2 separate regions of the Mus musculus genome follow, and region 1 is linked to region 2. The links are chromatin contacts, called in public promoter capture Hi-C maps. All regions are on one chromosome and are shown on one strand. Each heading gives the region's core, a stretch centred on a gene start, on an enhancer-like site or on the middle of the called end of the contact. The rest is flanking DNA. Distances are from core to core; before and after follow the strand shown. Region 1 holds the start of Mat2b (methionine adenosyltransferase II, beta). Region 2 holds the start of Ppp4r3b (protein phosphatase 4 regulatory subunit 3B).

The links. Promoter capture Hi-C pulls out the DNA fragments that hold promoters and counts their contacts.
Region 1: a promoter capture Hi-C map of hematopoietic stem and progenitor cells shows a contact between it and region 2. The contact joins the promoter of Mat2b here to the promoter of Ppp4r3b in region 2. A contact is called at or near these places in 4 of 39 promoter capture datasets (cranial neural crest, hematopoietic stem and progenitor cells, pre-B cells and 1 more).

What each region holds. Positions count from the first base shown.
Region 1 is chr11:40,690,301-40,695,779 of GRCm38.p6, forward strand. It overlaps Mat2b (methionine adenosyltransferase II, beta), which reads right to left and starts at 2,382. Exons shown (of 7, transcript NM_134017.2): 1 at 2,178-2,382. The coding sequence starts at 2,240.
Region 2 is chr11:29,170,952-29,176,810 of GRCm38.p6, forward strand. It overlaps Ppp4r3b (protein phosphatase 4 regulatory subunit 3B), which reads left to right and starts at 2,025. Exons shown (of 16, transcript NM_134034.3): 1 at 2,025-2,496; 2 at 3,722-3,777. The coding sequence starts at 2,355.

The sequences.
Region 1 (5,479 bases), core at 1,132-3,631, about 12 Mb after region 2:
TCTACTGGAATGGACACCTTCTATTGGCCCTAGTAGGTATCAGACACATGGTACACGGCTATACACTTAGCAATCATGCATAATTGAAAAAAAAAATCATCTGATGCAGGAGGGTCTCAATGAATTCAAGACCAGCCCTGATCTGTCTGGGAAAACAAATACAAAACAACCAGAAAGTTTCACATTCACTTTCAACACTTTCAAGTTTTCACATTCACTCTCTACCTCTCTAACATCCTTGGACACCCTTGGGATTTAAGAAACAAGATATCTAGATTGCTTAATAGGAATGGAATTCAGAGGGGAACAGCTCAACTCCCTGTACGTACACACAGGCAGTGTTCTTAACAGGAATTGGTATCAGGCTGCCTCACTAACATTAACTATGCCAAGTCTCAGCTGGCAACAAGAGTGAATGTCAGTTGCACAGGTTGAGAGAGCAACACCAGCATGCAGATTCCAGCTGTCTGCACCTTCTGCCTGTTATCTGCTTTTATGAAACAGGGTCTCACTATGTAACCTTGGCTTGCCTGATAATCATTCCTGCCTCAGCTTTTAGAGTGATGGGACTGAAGTATAAGCCGCCACGCTCAGCTACTGTACCATTTTTTTTTTTAATGAAAAAGGTTGCTGGGTGTGGTGGCATCATCAATCCCAGCCCACTGGAGGTGGAGCCACGCAGATCTCCGGGGATTTGAGGACAGCCATGAATACACAGTGAGACTGTTTAAAACAAACAAACAAATGCAACAACAGAAAGAAAAAACAAACAAACAAACAAAAAACCACCCTAAAAAGCAATCACATCTCCTCACCACTACAAACTTCCTGAGTACTGAGATTACAGACATGAGTTAGCACACTCAGTTTACCACTCTCTACTTTTCTTTTACTGAACTGGGGAAATGCATTAAGCCTACACGAATACATGCTCATACGCACACACCTTTGGTCACATGCCGTCACCAGTCTGGAACTGCAAATACATTCGAACTTTGGCTAAGGCCCAGCCATTTGGAGATAATATTGAATGTGCATCACGCAAATGTAAAAATTTCCCATTATCAACTGGTTGTGGTGGCTCAGATCTTCAATCCCAGCACTCCTCGAGGCAGAAGCATCTGAGTCCAAGGCCAGCCTGGACAACACATACTGAGTTCTAGTTTGGGTTTCTATTGCTGTGTGAAAACATCAAAGCATTGTTTGGCAGGAGGTACTTAGCTTACCATTTCCACATCACTGTTCGCCCCTGAAGGAAGTTAGGACAAGACCCTGGAGGCAGGAGCTCACACAGGCCTTGTGAAAACTGCTTAATTCCTCAGCCAGCTTTCCTAAACAACTCAGGACTATAACAGCCCAGGGGCTCCGTCCTCCCAAGTCAATCGCCAATTAAGAAAAGGCGCTACAGGTTCACCTAATAATAGCCTAATCTTATGGCGGTATACTCTTAACAAGAATCCCTCATCTCAATAGGGACTCCCTTATCTCTAGTAACTCTAGCAAGCACAGGACCCTCCCCCAAATTAAAAGTTTGCATTAAAAAAAAAAAAAAAACTGGCCACATCCTAGGCGTTTTTATATCAGCAAGACACATTAGTTCATCGACTGTGCTGGATACATTCTGTAGGTCAGTAAGTACTTAACGGGCTTGAAACACGGGACCGTGGACCAGACTTGGAAACATGCTGGGGGAAGTTTACCAGACATGCAATTTCTTTCAGCAGTCTTCCACCACGCAAAATACAGCGGTTCAGAAAACGTAGAAGCTAAAAGCCCAACACTGGAATTCCTGCTCAAACCTTCCTGAATAAACTCGAGGCGGTGCCCGTCTGCCTACCAGGGAGCCTGAGCGTTCACAGCACCGCACAGTCGGAAATCCTGACAGCCTTAAAAGTGCCTCAAGGAACCCGCCCCGTGCAAACTATGAATTCACCAAGTTGACCCCGCCGACACCGCCATTTATGGAAAGTCACTCTCCCCCTGTCCTTAAAGATCCAGGAACACAAAACAAAGATGATGACTACTGAAACGGGAGCCAGCCCGCGGGAGGCGGCGGGAGGCACCGGGAGTCTCCACCTCCGCGCTCCCCGGGCTGCAGCGGGCGTGAGCGCAGCCCTACAGGGAGAGAGGTAAACAAACTCAAAGGCGCCACCCCGGCTCCATGCCCCGAAGCTCACCTCCACCAGCTGGCAGCAGCCGGGGACGAAGTGGATGGAGAGCTCCTTCTCCCGGCCCACCATGCCCGCAGTCTTTGCGCCGCTTCAGTCGCGACCGCAAGCTCCACTAGCGCAGCACTGCCAGGGGCCGCAGCGCCCGCGCCCTTGGCCCTCCTCCCCTAGGCCCAGGCCGACCCCGGCTGCCGCTTCCGGCTTCCGCCGCCCTGGCCGCGCCTGTTGATTGGCCGCCTCTCGCCACGCGTTCAAAAAGGGGCGGAACCTCAAGGGACGCTGTCAGCCCATGTGCCAGTTCTTAAGGAGATAGAGCGTTAGAACGCAGGCACTGGTGCCAAGCGATGGATGCAGGCTTCCTTGGGTTTAAGAGTGTTGGCTTTTTTGTTTGTTTTTTTAAAATCTCTCCTACTTATTCCTTCTTAGTGAAGGGTAAGGAATCGATTCGCCTAGGTTTGCAGACTGCGAAATGCCTAGGAGTCAACCAAGCATGTATTATAGAAAATAGACTAAAACATCTGTAAAGTTAGGAGGCAAGAAGGTAAGGGTTGTCCCGTGAACACAGAGCTAAGGCTGGACTGAGTTGGTTTTAGGCAGTCCGAACCTCAGGCTGGCCTTGGGCTCAGAGAAAGACCTGCAATTTCTGATCCTCTCTAGTTTCCTTGTCCAAAGGCATCAAAGGGTTACAGGAGTGAACAACCAACCTAGGCAAGGTGCGGTTCGTCCTTTAAGGCAAGAAGAAAGAATAAAAATAGGACTGTGCTCAGAGTCATTAACATCCCTGAAAGCTATGTTTTTCTGGAATGCTAAAAAAAAAATGCTGTGAAGTTTGAAAACTGTTTATTTTTAGCTAATTAAAAATAAAAAGGTGTGGGAGAGAATGTTACTTTCTAAAAGGCAGGTTCTTCGTATTTCCCCCCCCGCAGAACCACAGGAGAAACTCAACTGTGCTAACAAGCCCAGTCAACTTTTAAGTAGATTTAACAGGCGTCCTGGCTGCCCTTTGGAGGCTTCACTTAGGGGACGACGACGCCCGGGGCTGCTGGAGCCAAGCCAAGGAGGAGCTGCTAAGACTTAAAATGAGGGAGCCAAGGAAGGGCGGAATGCCAGGCGCTCCTTCCAGCCCTGTGTGGTTGTTCAAAAGTTAATCAGAAACAACAGCTCGCAGGGTCTGACTCAGCTCTCAACTGTAACCTGCAGGTTACAAGCTCCGAAGCACAGCAACAGGCAAGCCAGTGAAATTTACCCTGAAAAAAAGCCCGGGCACACTTTTTCTCCGCCCACTCTCTACCCAACAATCTATTCCCATCCAGACACCCACGATAAGGGATTTCAAAACTCGCCCCAAAACGTGACCACTGCCTGAATTACCCCCAAAGGCCTCATTTTCAGAATCCTTTTGGTTTATTTTTAGACTAAGGATTAAGCTGCCCCTTGGGAAAAGTTTTCCTCAGTCAGGTGATAGTTTTTCTCCCACCCCCCCACCCCACCCCCCCCCACTAAAGAATTTATTCCCTCACTCTTTGGAAGAGCAAACAAAGGCAGCCTAAGGCTCCCTACTTTTCGAATTTTTTTTTTATAATCCGGGTCTTATGGTTATTAAAAGGGCTAGCTATCCCAACACTAAATTATAATAATAATTAGAAGTCCGAGGGAGGGACAAATCCAAGATCCCTCATCCTAATTAAAAGTGAGAATATTTCAAGTTTCTGGTTGATGTGTGTGTAGTTTGCTTCCTAGAGGGGATCATAAAATGTACTCAATAGGAAGACTCAAAATTTTCCACAATTAGTGTGATTCTCAGAGCAACCTTGTGAAGAGAGTGAGAAAATGTTTGCTTGCCTATATATAAGAGTACGGTTTGACACAAGTCAGGCAAAAGTTGGGTATAGCTTATTTAATAAGAAAAGGCTCTGTTTACAGCCAATGTCTGACTTCCGATGGGGGTTGGGGAGTCACGTCTCAAAGAGTGCAAACTGGAACTGAAAGTCCCATTAGCAGATTCAAGCTCCACAAGACAAAAGACAAAAGACAAAAAACCTGGGCATGCACCACGGGTTAAATCTTGCACTACACAGAGCCTTCACTACAGTTGCACTCAATGTGGAGAATGAAATTATCGTTCTGCTTCACGTCTTATTTATTAAACTGGGCTTGATTTCCTGGGTCAGAAACCCTAGATAGTTTATTCTGTGTACCAAGCTTACGTTTCTTAAGGAAATAAATGGTACCGGCTAGCATTTTATTTACACCCTTTCTGCTCGTAGCAGCGGTTTGGAATCGATTTTAGCGCATCGCCGAGCCGCCACCGAGTCTTGAATTGCTAGCTCTTACCTGTTCCATGGCCTCCGGCATTTCAGGCATGATTCCAGAACTATTTTGGGGAAACGCAGCGAGAGGGATCTGGGCGTCTGGCTCCTCTGGCCCGGTCTTTGTTCGCTCCGCCCGCACGGAGCACACGGACGCCAAAAACGTGAGGCGCAGCTCCGCTTGACCTTTTAAATTAGCATTTCCATTCCAACCCTGGAATCTCGTGCAGCTTTCCACAGTGCAGTAAGCTAGCAGCTGATTCCTCCTGCTAGTTTTGAAACTACCCAATGAGAAGTTTCATGCTTAACTGCAAGTCAAGGGAGGACCCATTACTGAAATCCATATGGCAGAACTAAAAACAAACAAGCAAGCAAACAAACAAACCCCTGCAATTCCCTGGTAGAACTTGTTGACTTTGTCTCTTGTAGAAAGACAAGAATGAGCCAACGGTTGGGAAGTACAAGCAATTGATTCCTGTTGTGAAATATTCCACACGTTTCACACATTACGGTAACGGAAACTTGAGTTAAAAACTCCCCCCCCCCATTCCTTTTTTTTAACTTAATGATTCCAAATGCCAATTTAAAAACTCTAGGGGTGGCCCAGCGTGGTGGCGCACGCCTTTAATCCCAGCACTCGGGAGGCAGAGGCAGGCAGATTTCTGAGTTCGAGGCCAGCCTGGTCTACAAAGTGAGCTCCAGGACAGCCAGGGCTATACAGAGAAACCCTGTCTTGAAAAACCAAAAAAAAAAAAAAAAAATCCAAAAAAACAAACAAACAAACAAATAAAGTACATATTTTAACAATTAGTCAAGCCGGGAGTGGTGGCGCACGCCTTTAATCCCAGCACTTGGGAGGCAGAGGCAGGCGGATTTCTGGGTTGGAGGCCAGCCTAGCCTGGTCTACAAAGTGAGTTCCAGGACAGCCAGGGCTATCCAGAAAAACCCTGTCTCAAAAAAAATAAAAATAAAAAAATAAAATAAATAAATAAATAAAATACA
Region 2 (5,859 bases), core at 775-3,274:
ATCATACAGATATTGGGATGGATTTGAGTCCTGGAAACAGTCATTTAAATCATCAAAAGACAACTACAGTATATTTACACACACATTTGCACATGCTAAACTATTTCTAAAACAAAATACAGCATAAAACCTAGTGGAAAGAAAACAATGTTCAAAAATTACTTAACATTTTTAGATGATGATAGCAGCATTAAATCAAATGTACAAATGTATAGGACACACACCAAGGAACTGCCCCCAGTCTAACCTCACACACAGTGAGAATGAGAGGGGATCTAGTGGGGAGTGATATAGTCACTGTTTTCTGGAGAATAGCGGGAAGCGGGAGCTGAAGAGACTTACCTTGCATTGCAGAAGTTCTTTGCCATTTTAATTTTTTCACATATAAAGGTATTACTTGTAAAGATCAAGGACATCAGGGGCTCATTTGGGCTACAACCTTTTGGAGTTGTAGTTTCCTTGTAAAAGACTCTGGGGGAAGGTATGGCTATGGCACAGTGATGCTTCCAGACTACAGCATAAGCTGGATGGACCCTGACCAAAACATTCTACAGAGAATGCTCTGGGCACCTGAAATTTCTGTCCTAAAGGCTGAGTGGGCTTCCAGGATCTATCCAGTGCTCTTGCCAACGTTCTTTTCTCCTTTAGAGTGGGCAATGAAAAGGATGCTTAGACAAATCCTTGGGTGTCCTCTAACATTGGGCTAAAACACTGACTCTGGAAAGCTTTCTATGGCCTTCCCCAAACAAGTCATATTTTCCCTGGTTCAAAGTACATTTTGTCCATATCAGTCACAGATTATCAGGGACTTATGTATAGTGATTCACGTCCTTTTATCATAGGCAGAATCCTGTTACATACCATAGGCTGCAATTTCCATATGCAGTCGTTACAGGCAAATGACAGCAGACCAGGCTAATTTTCTTGGTCCCTCATACATTTAAAGAATCGCAATGATAGTTCAAATTTTGAAATCCTTTTCAATCAAGCGACTATGTACATAAGACACCCTTTTAAACATGAGTTGCCGCCTAACCTCGTCAAATCATAAGCACACTTTGACAAGCATGGTGATGACTACAACTCCCGAAATACACCGCGGGATCAACATGTGCACCTGCCCCGTGTTCACCTTTCAGGTTAGAGCCAAGAGTTGAGGGACCATATAAGAGAACGGAGAGGCGGCAGAACTACGCTGGGAGCGGATGCCTTCGGGCGAGCGTCACGCTCTGAGCGACGTTAACTTCACGCTGGAAACCGTTCTTGCGGCACATGAAGCTGAGAGCTCCCCGAGGATTGTGAGGCTGTACGCCTGTGCTTGCCTCGTCGCTGCCGCCGGTCTCTCTGAACCTTTTAATGGTCCGTGGTACCCGGCTAACGGAAGAACGCTTCGGCGGGAAATAGGAACTGTCAACGCGTTTGTGGAACATTAGATCGCCCACTGCTCATCGTGGCCATGGAACACCTTCCCGGCAGAAGCCTCGCAGATTCTATAACGGATTTTAGTGGGTGAAGGCTCGACCTCCCATCGTCTTCACGAATGACTCGAACACCCTCACCCCGTCTCAGTCCTTTTCGGGCTGTCAGCCTGAGTCCCTACACTTGGCTTCACTCTAGTCCTGTGCACGCATTCGGACTTCTCAGCCTGGCTCTGTTCTGCTGAGAGCAAGTCCAGAGTTGACAACCCGCCACATGACCAACATCAGCCCTACAAATCCCGAAGAACAACTCGGCAACTCCATCGCCAAGGCAACCTTCTACACACGCTTCCTCCCGGCGCAGGTAGAAAAGCTCGCGGGACTTCCCCGCCCAACTGAGATTCCCGAATCAGGAAGCGGGGCCGAAAGAGGAGGAAGTCCCTCCTTGGCCGGCTCACCTCGGCGGCGCACTCCTCGCGAGATCGCCGAGGTCTGACTCTCCGGAAGTGTGTTCGGAGGTAAAGGTACTGTGCGTTGGGCTCGTCGGCCGCCGTAGCCCCTGCTAGGGCAGCCCGTACGAACCTGCTGGAAGAGGAAGAGAAAGGCAGAGAGTCGGGTTACAAGATGGCGGATCTGTAGTAGTAACCGCGGCGGGCGGCGGCAGCGGGAGAGCGAGCGAGCTCCGGGACGCAAAAGGAAGGGAGAGTGGTTGTGCGCCGCGGTGAAGGGAGGGGTAGCGGAGACCACGAGCGGAGGGCTCTCGGTGGCTCTGGTCACCCCTTCTCGCGGCTAAACCTTTAGAGCCATGGTAAACTCGGGCCTCTCCAGAGTCGCTGCCACCACCGCCGCTGCCGCCACTACCGGCTCTCAAGAGTGAGGGATACCGGCGAGGTGAGCGAGGAGGTGGCGGCTGGAACGGTGGGGCCAGAAGCCACCATGTCGGATACACGGAGGCGAGTGAAGGTCTATACCCTTAACGAAGACCGGCAATGGGACGACCGAGGCACCGGGCACGTCTCCTCCACTTACGTAGAGGAGCTCAAGGGGATGTCGCTGCTGGTTCGTGCCGAGTCCGACGGTAAGGGTATTGGAACGGTGGGGTAGGGGATAGTGCATCGGTTGCGGCACAACCTGAGGGTTAAGCGCTGCGCTCCGGTACTGTATTCTGACTAGCACCACTAGGGACAGCGCATTGGTCTTGAGCCTGCCCTTCTTTACGATAAAAACAAACTGCTGGGCCTGGATTTACTCTCTGTCAGACGTGAACTCGCAGTTCTCCGCCTCCATCCCTATTGAGGATTTGACTCCTTCTCCCCCCCCCCCCACCCCCCCATCCCAACCCGGTAGTTGAGGTTTAGAATGTATGAGTGGGAAGTCAGTAGAAGACCAGGTAGGAATATCGCCCATGAGATGACCCCCGACTCCCGAGCCGCTTTAGGTACAGTCCTGTCGGTTGTACCTATGTAGCATAAAAGGTTTAGAGAAACTCTGCCTTAAAAACAAGTTTCAGTTGTTCCAATCGCCAGGTGCTGGGGAAAACTAAAACGGACTTTCTCTTGGAGTTACTACAGACTGTTGCCACGAAACACACAAGCACGTACATATTTATTGATTGATCCCTCCAAGGCTGCCGTTGTAGGGAGTGAAAAAGTGGGTTCCACAATCTCGGCAAGTTAGAAAACTAAAGCGGACTGTGAAGTTGTATTTGTTGATTGCAGAATTCATAGAAACCATTTTAATATTAAAAACTGACAGCCATAATAAAAAAGCTACTACTTATATATACTCAAGAGCTGCCCAACTGGAACAGCTAATGCATTCAAGAAATAAAAGAATAGCAATCTTAGATCATTTTGGGCAAATGTTGTACTAGTGCAGAGTCCCTCATTAGGAGTTAAGAGGCATTTATTTCTACATTATGAAGAGGAGGGTTTGTCAAAGGAAAAGGATAAATATCATTTGTATGGTAAGTCTCTCTGGGGTCCTTGTAATTTGTTTTGTTAGACAGGAAATTCAGTGAAACAGCTTTTGTTAAAGTTTAGTCTTCAAATGGTCAATTAGACCTTAAAGGTTTTAGTTACCTCATAGTCTGAATATTGATTTCACATTTCCTTCCTTCTGAGGACATATGGAGGTAGGATGAAACAGTCTAAGTTAACCATGTAGTCTTTATTTAGAAAATATGAATTAAAATACATTTGTAGCTTCAGATGTTCATCTGGTGAGAAGACATGAAATGCTTACTAGATGTGTGCTACTGAAGGTTTTATAATTTCAGACTTTTTTTTTTTTTACTCTTTCAGGATCGCTACTCTTAGAGTCAAAGATAAATCCAAACACTGCATATCAGAAACAGCAGGCAAGTAGTTGTTTATCTTTAATTTGAAAACTTCATCTGTGATCCAGGATGTATTATTTATGTGACAAAGATGGGAATATTTTCCAGACAAGAAAAAAAGTTTGGTAACTAAAATTAGGAACCATATATATTTTCCTTCAGTTTGAGAGTTTCAGACTGAAAAGCAGTTTTTATATTGGTGATTTAATGTTGGTTTTTAATTGAGCCACTGTTTGTATTGCAATACAATGTATTCTTTGATCTTTAAAGTAAGCCAGGTCTGTTCTATATGCACTAAACCTTTTGTTCTAAGTCACATTTGAAAGAAATGGCTTAAAAGAAAATTCAGAGTGTTCACTTACTACCATTAAGAAATAATTCAAAGAGATGTTTTTAAAGCAAGGAGAGCCTGTTTGTGGTATGAAGTTAAATCCTTTGACCAAGGAGAAGAATTTTTTAAGTAGTATTTAAGTCTGCTTCTAATTGTATGCATATTTTAAAATAATAAATGGGTACTTAATAAATATACACATCGGTAATTATGCAGCATTTTCTGTTAATATTTATTGTCACTTTGGGAAAGGAAATCTGTTTTAGTATTTCTAATTAGTTAACATGACGTCATCTGTGGATGTTTTCATTTTTATTATGAAATACTAACAATATTAAATAGTTTAGAGAATAATATAGTGGACTCCATTATATAATAACACCATCAGATTTAACAATATTAACATAATATATTTTTTCAACCTTTTGTAATGTTTAACATGGATAGAGGTAAAATCTCCTTTGTATCTACCTCATTTTGTCTATTCTCTATTCTCCCTATGGTAACCCTATTATGAAATTGCTCTGTATTCTGTATATATGCTTTTTATACCCTTCTTGCATATGTATATAGTCATAAATGATATGTAGTCTTTGTGTTTTTAAACTTTTTACAATATACTATTGATAACATACTTTACATGTATTCTAAAATTTGTGTTTTCACACTTCTTTGAAGATTTATTTGTGTTAACATAGGGAGTTTTTTAAAATACTGTATTATAATTTTAATATATATAACTGTGAGTCCTTTGATTTTTGTGTGGGTGTAGTGTGATGTGTTTTGTAAATAAAGTCACTATGACAGGCTTTGGAAAGGAAAGACATTTTAGGTTTGTATTTATAGCATCAGGTCTATCTTTTTTTCAAAGTCTATGAGAATTTGGATTCTATAAACACTTCACAGAAGAGATAAAATTACATCTTTTGTAAAGCTTATTAATGGTAAAAATATTAATGTAAATTGTTGATGCATGCAATACATTCTTAGTTCTTCAATATATTTTAGTATTCAACTGGTGAGTTTTTTTTTTTTTTTTCTTGGAAAATTTTTATATGTGTCTATCTTTTTGGTGAAGAATTCAATTAAAACATTTGCCTTAAACTTTTGAGTGTTTCTCTGTATCTCAGATATATTTAAGGACATTTAAATAAATTTAATTTCTAATTCAACTAGGCAGTTAGGTACTCTGTGTTTGTGTTGACTTGGGAGTCTTTGCTTGTTGTGAAGAAATAATATTTTGACATTTTTATCTCCTACCTCTGAATATAAATGATGATGAAGACATTTGTAAGTGTGGATGCATATTCATGAGCAATTAGCTACACATTTAGTTAAAATAACTTTTCTCGATGTGTTGTGATATTTTAGCTACTATTCCTATTGAAAAGACCATATGGTACAGAGGCTTATTTGTAAAACAGTACTCCAACACTTTAAAGATATACAGTGGTTCTTCAAATACTTAAAAATTTTAAAGCATACTTTCATGTATAATGATACTTTCTAAAAAACTAGTTCGAAGCCAGGCAGTGGGTGTGCACCCCTTTAATCCCAGGACTCAGGAGTCAGAGGTTAGGTGGATCTCTGAGTTCCAGGATAGGCAAGGCTATATTGAGAAACCCTGTCTCAGAGAGAGAGAGGGAGAGGGGAAGGAAGATGAACTAGTTCTGGATAAATTTGGTGTGTGTGTATATATATATATATATATACCACACACATACATACATATACATATATATACACACACATAAACACACACAAACACTAAG